Linked DNA regions of Mus musculus: region 1 is linked to region 2. A link is a contact called in public Hi-C data. All regions are on one chromosome and are shown on one strand. Each heading gives the region's core, a stretch centred on a gene start, on an enhancer-like site or on the middle of the called end of the contact. The rest is flanking DNA. Distances are from core to core; before and after follow the strand shown.

Evidence for each region. Hi-C and Micro-C count contacts between places; a contact is called where the count stands out from the background.
Region 1: a contact with region 2 is called in a Hi-C map of CD8 T cells, with 6 times the contacts expected there. The contact joins the promoter of Rfxank here to the promoter of Ccdc124 in region 2. A contact is called at or near these places in 1 of 39 promoter capture datasets (pre-B cells), 1 of 484 Hi-C or Micro-C datasets (CD8 T cells) and 1 of 115 datasets of contacts at active chromatin or transcription factors (memory CD8 T cells).

Annotation. Positions count from the first base shown.
Region 1 is chr8:70,137,946-70,140,645 of GRCm38.p6, reverse strand. Rfxank (regulatory factor X-associated ankyrin-containing protein) reads left to right here and starts at 1,449. Exons shown (of 9, transcript NM_011266.2): 1 at 1,449-1,725; 2 at 2,423-2,617. The coding sequence starts at 2,431. Gm45929 (predicted gene, 45929) reads right to left here and starts at 1,147. Exons shown (of 9, transcript NM_001310055.1): 1 at 874-1,147. Borcs8 (BLOC-1 related complex subunit 8) reads right to left here and starts at 1,147. Exons shown (of 6, transcript NM_001145552.2): 1 at 874-1,147. The coding sequence starts at 910.
Region 2 is chr8:70,872,181-70,874,880 of GRCm38.p6, reverse strand. Ccdc124 (coiled-coil domain containing 124) reads left to right here and starts at 1,391. Exons shown (of 5, transcript NM_026964.3): 1 at 1,391-1,422.

The DNA.
Region 1 (2,700 bases), core at 200-2,699, 730 kb after region 2:
AAACATGCCTGCTAAGGCTGCCCTCTGCAGAATCCATTCAAGTTCCTGTTAAGCCTGTTTCCTTTACTCCAGAACTCATGTTCCTACCACAAGTCAACTGCACCAAAACCATCATCCCAGGGTAGACTTTGACCAACAGCTTTCCCAGTCAGGAAATCTCTATTCTTCCTGCTCCATCCATCAAGGATCCTGTTGCTTCCAACTTCAGTCCCCTTCATCCCCCACTCCTTCCTGTATCAGACAAGCTCTGACCAGGCTAATGGTGGCAGATGACACCAACTCCTCTTACCACGCAGGGCTCCCATCAGCTAAAGAAAATAATCTACTTATCTGGTCCTTAATATATTTTGCAGTGTCGGGGATCAAACCCAGAGCTTTGAATGCGCTGGTCAAAGTGTTTACGACTGAGCTAAAGCCCCAGCTCTTCTCTCGAGATTTGAGTTTCAATGTGCAGACCAAACTGGCCTTCAATTTCTTGTCTCTTGAGAAGAGAGGATTAGAGTATTGCGCCACCAAGCCCACATACTCCTTTACGTATTCACAGGCTAAAAACCACATTACACTGAGCAGGGACCTGGATGGATTCTGCTTTTAATTCCAACTCTCAGAAGGCAGAGAGGTTTGAGACCATCCCGGTCTACACAGCGAGTTCCAATATAGCCAGGGTTACATCCCGGGACCTTATCTCAGAAGTAGAAAAGAGCCTTTTCCTGCCCGGGATCATTATACATCACAACACCTCCCGGCGGGAGACACCGGCCTCCCTTTTCCATCGAACCCCGCAGGCCGGGAGGTCTACGGCGGCTCTTTGTCATGTACCTTCCCGCGTTGCCCTCTCTAGGCCCCTCCAACCCCTCTAGGGTCCCGCAACACCTTTCTTTCCCTTCAGCTGCATCTCAGGTTCTTCCATAGTGAAGGCAGCCAGCAGAGCCCAGAAACCGGAAGCGGAAGTCGGGAGGTTGAGACGTTTAAACGTTCAGGTATGGGTTCTGGCGTCCTGTGCGCTGGCTCCTCTTACGAGGTAACTTCTATTCAGACACGAGATAGACGGAAGGAGGCAGTCCTATGCGAGCGTGTCGGGAGGATAGAGATTTCTTGATGTTATAGTATGCCTCGTCAAGGACTCCCTGCTACACGTACAGATAATTCTCAGGGACCAGGGCAGGGAAATTGTTATGGACAAAGTAACAATAATATTCGGTCTCTTTAAATTTGACAAGTCCCGCCCATGTGTCTCCGCCCCGTGGGGCAAATGCTCCGCCCTCCCACCGTCTGTGGATCCGATTGGGGCAGACAGGAGGGGGCGGTGCATGGGGCGGGGAAGCGCACGCGCAATAAAATCTTCAGCGAGTCTAAGGCTCCTTCAGCCCTTTAGGAAGGATAGCGTGCGCATGCGCCACTGTACCCATTGGCCTCAGCGGAAGCCACGCTCCTCCCTCCAGTCTTAAAGCGCTAGAAGCAGCTTCGGGTTTTTATTTTTTATTTTTTGGTACTTTTGCAGGGCAAGGGTGCGCAGGCGCAGTGGAGGAGTTTTCCAGTAGGAGTAGTCGTCGCGTATTAAGTTGCTGCTCTATGTCCCAGGAGAGGAAGCTAGAGAACTGAGCGTCTGGTCACCAACTTGCTCTTTACGAGATCTACTGAACCAGAAAAGTTTGTGAACAGAGCTTCCTGAGTTTTGGAAGACCAAGGCTGGCAGCGTAGGGACACAGAGGAGGCTGGAGGGAGGTGAGTGGATCTTACACGTCGCATCTTTTGTTGAGTCCTAAGTCATTTTGGGGGATTCCGGCCCAAATAACCACAGTGGGACATTGATAAGTTTGACATTAGTATCTCTCTATGATGTTTTCTGATATGACCTCTCTGAGGCCTTACATCTTCACCTTATTAACGAGGGAATGAGGCTCAGCTTAGTCATAGACTAGGTTTTTATAGCTTGTAAGTGATTGGAACCCAGACTGCTGCCAGAACCCTCATTTTATTGCCTTGGCTTCTGGTGTTAATTTATTAACAATGATATTTATCTAAAGCCACAGTTTTCCCGGCGTCATAAAGCAAGGCTCAATATGCAGACCATGGCTGTCCTGGAATTCACTATTTAGACTAGGCTAGTCTTGAACTCAAAGGGATCTACCTGCCTCTGCCTCCCAAGTACTAGGACTAAAGGTGTGCACTATCATGCCCCACCTAACCAAGCTCCAGCCCCAGATAAGAACTCATTTATTCATTTATTTTGTGGGCAGGCTGTGCTGTGGGTTTGGTGTGGAGGTCAGAGGACAATTTACCAGGGTCAGTTTTTTCCCTCCACCCTGTGGGTTCCTGGAATCAAAATTGGGTCATCTGACTTGGTGACAAGCGCCTTTACCAACTGAGCCATCTTGGGGACCACGAGATTTGGCTAATTACTGTCATCTCTTCACTCCAGCTTCCTCCATGGAGCCCACTCAGGTTGCAGAGAACCTTGTCCCAAACCAGCAACCTCCTGTTCCTGACCTAGAGGATCCTGAGGACACCAGAGATGAGTCCCCAGAGAACTCAGACACTGTCGTCCTCAGCCTGTTCCCCTGCACCCCAGACGCTGTGAATCCTGAAGCAGATGCCAGTGCATCCTCACTGCAGGGTGAGAACCACTCTGGGCTCTGGTGAGGGAGACTGTCAAGTTCCAGACCACATCTCTGCTTTCATCACTCTTCCCCTCCACCC
Region 2 (2,700 bases), core at 142-2,641:
AACCTATTCATAGCAACAGAAGTACTGTGTGCTGGGCTCAACAGGAGGCCATCCTCCTCTGGGGTCCGTGCAGTCACTGCAGAGGCTGATCACCTGCAAAAGGCCCAAGAAAGCCAACATTAGCAGTCCACAAACTGAAACACCACGCCGAGAGTTGTGTGCCTTTCCTTTTGTGCTTCTCAAAGTCCACCACACGGACGGGGAGCCAGCTCCGGCTGCTGTTAGGGTGAGGATGGGGCAGCGCCTCTTCCCGCAAAGCCATCTTTCCTGCTCTGCATTCCCGCTCACAGTAATAGACTCCTCGAACTGAACCTTCTGCTTTCTTTCCTACAGGGCCATGCCTGCCATTCCAGCGCCTGGGACAATGAGGCAGGGGGACCAGTTCAGGGTCATTCACGGCTCCAGAAACTCCAAGGATGACCGGATGTGGCAGTAACTGTGTCAGAGATGCACAAAATCCTAAGTATTGCAGACTAAGATGAAGTTAATCGTCAATGAAGCAACAGAAGCATCAAAAAAGAACTAGGGGAGGGGGGAGTAAAGAAAAGCAAAAGATTAAGCAGTGCCAGTCGGCTTCAGCAACAAGGCGGGGGCTGACTCGGGCAGCAGCGGACGCCGAGCAGCTGGGATCTCTCTGTGTAGCCCTGGCTGTCCTGGAACTCACTCTCTGTAGACCAGGTTGGCCTCGAACTCAGAAATCCGCCTGCCTCTGCTTCCCGAGTGCTGGGATTAAAGGCGTGCGCCACCACCGCCCCGCGCCGGCTTGTGATTTATTTAGCAATTCAGTTATGTTCAATTATTTTTGAGATAGTGTCACTTTCGGCCTAGGTCTGCAGTCAGTCCTTCTGCTTCGGGCCCCATAGTGCTGGAATGAATGACACCATGACGGCCATGTCGGTTGCATTTAGTCTAATCCAACTTCTACTCCGTCTGACCCTCAGTTTCCCGACTCAGACAGGGCAAGGGATGTCTTCTCACTTTTGCCCTGAGTTGGAGGAGCCATTGGCCTGACAAAGAGCCCAGAGCAGCCAGGCCCGCACCCCGGGTGGGCCACTGACGCCCCCTGGTGGCACAGCAACCACATCCCGGCCGTCGCCACAGGGCTGGGGCCGGCCTCCCCATCTTTTCTCCGGGCAGCGGCCATCTTGGTGAGGTCACCGTTATGGAGTTTAGCGTTTATCTTCCGTTTTTGTTCACCAATATCTGAGATGGGCCGATAACGTGTTATTCTTGAAAACATTTTGCTTGGAAAGAAGGAGAGCTGGCAACACTGGTTTAGTATTTTGGCTCAGAGAAAAACTCCTACAGACTCTACCAAGATGGCGGCATTCGAGAACGTCATGAGTAGAGCGCCACCGAAAGTTGAGTACGCAGGCGCGGCGACGTCATTGACACGCGACCGAGCCGGTGCCGGGGGAAGAGGTAGGAACGGCTGTGGCGCGGGCGGAGCCGGGTTGCGGGGCACGCTGGGCGGGCGCGGCTCGGCCTGGGGGTCCTGCCGGCGGGAAGGCGGAACTGGAGATGGGGTGCCCGGTGGTGGGTGCTCCCAGCGCGCAGGCGCAGAAGCTCGCGGGGAGTTCAGCCAGTTTCCGGCCCAGGTCGAGCCGGGAGGGCTTCCTGGAGGAGGAGGAGTAGGAGTTTTCTGTCACTTTCCTCCTGCCGCGCGGCCTGGCAGTCATGGGGAACCACGTAGGCACTTTTCGAAGGGGATTATTTAGAGTCCTGGGCTCATTTTGTAGTCTAGGCTGCCTCGAACTCAGTGTAATTCTCCTACTTCAGCATTGCTAAGTGCTGGAATCACAGGCGTGGGCCCACGATGCCCGGCCTCGGACCCTAGGTAGGTCCGGAAACTGAGGTGGTGGTGCGGATCTGATCAGGTCCCTAGTGAGGAGGGTCCTTTGCTGTCCGTGCTCGCGGACTCCTTAATGCCCCCAACTTGCTGATGACGATGGTTTGTTAAATGACATATATACAGTAGACATTCAGTCAGGAAGATTCTGAGTTCCAGGATAGCCTGGGCAAGATACCGAGGCTCTTTCTGGATACAAATGACTCCGGATACCCACTCCACACCCACACACCCACAACGCCACCACCAAATGCCTTAAAGAGAAATTTCCGGTCTGGGAACGTCAGGAGCTCTTGGTCGGCCTTCTCTGGTGCTACACCTGAACTGGTTTCTTTCTTTCTTTCTTTCTTTCTTTCTTTCTTTCTTCCTTTCTTTCTTTCTTTCTTTCTTTCTTTCTTTCTTTCTTTCTTTCTTTCTTTCTTTCTTTCTTTCTTTCTTTCTTTCTTTCTTTCTTTCTTTCTTTCTTTCTTTCTTTCTTTCTTTCTTTCAAGATTTATTTATTATATGTGTGTACACTGTAGCTGTCTTCAGACACTCCAGAAGAGGGCATCAGATTTTTGTTACGGATGGTTGTGAGCCACCATGTGGTTGCTGGGATTTGAACTCAGGACCTTTGGAAGAGCAGTCAGTGCTCTTAACCACTGAGCCATCTCACCAGCACCCTGGTTTGTTTCTTGAGGGATGCTCTGTATGGCCTAGGCTGGCCTGGAGCTTAGAGGTATCCACCTGTCCCAGCGTGGCAGCCATGCCTCTAGTCCCAGCCAGCCTTGCCCTGAAGTTTCAGCAGGAGTTTATTGGGTTAGAAGAGAAACATGAGCCCAGCATAATGCTGCATGCCTGTCATCCTGCTG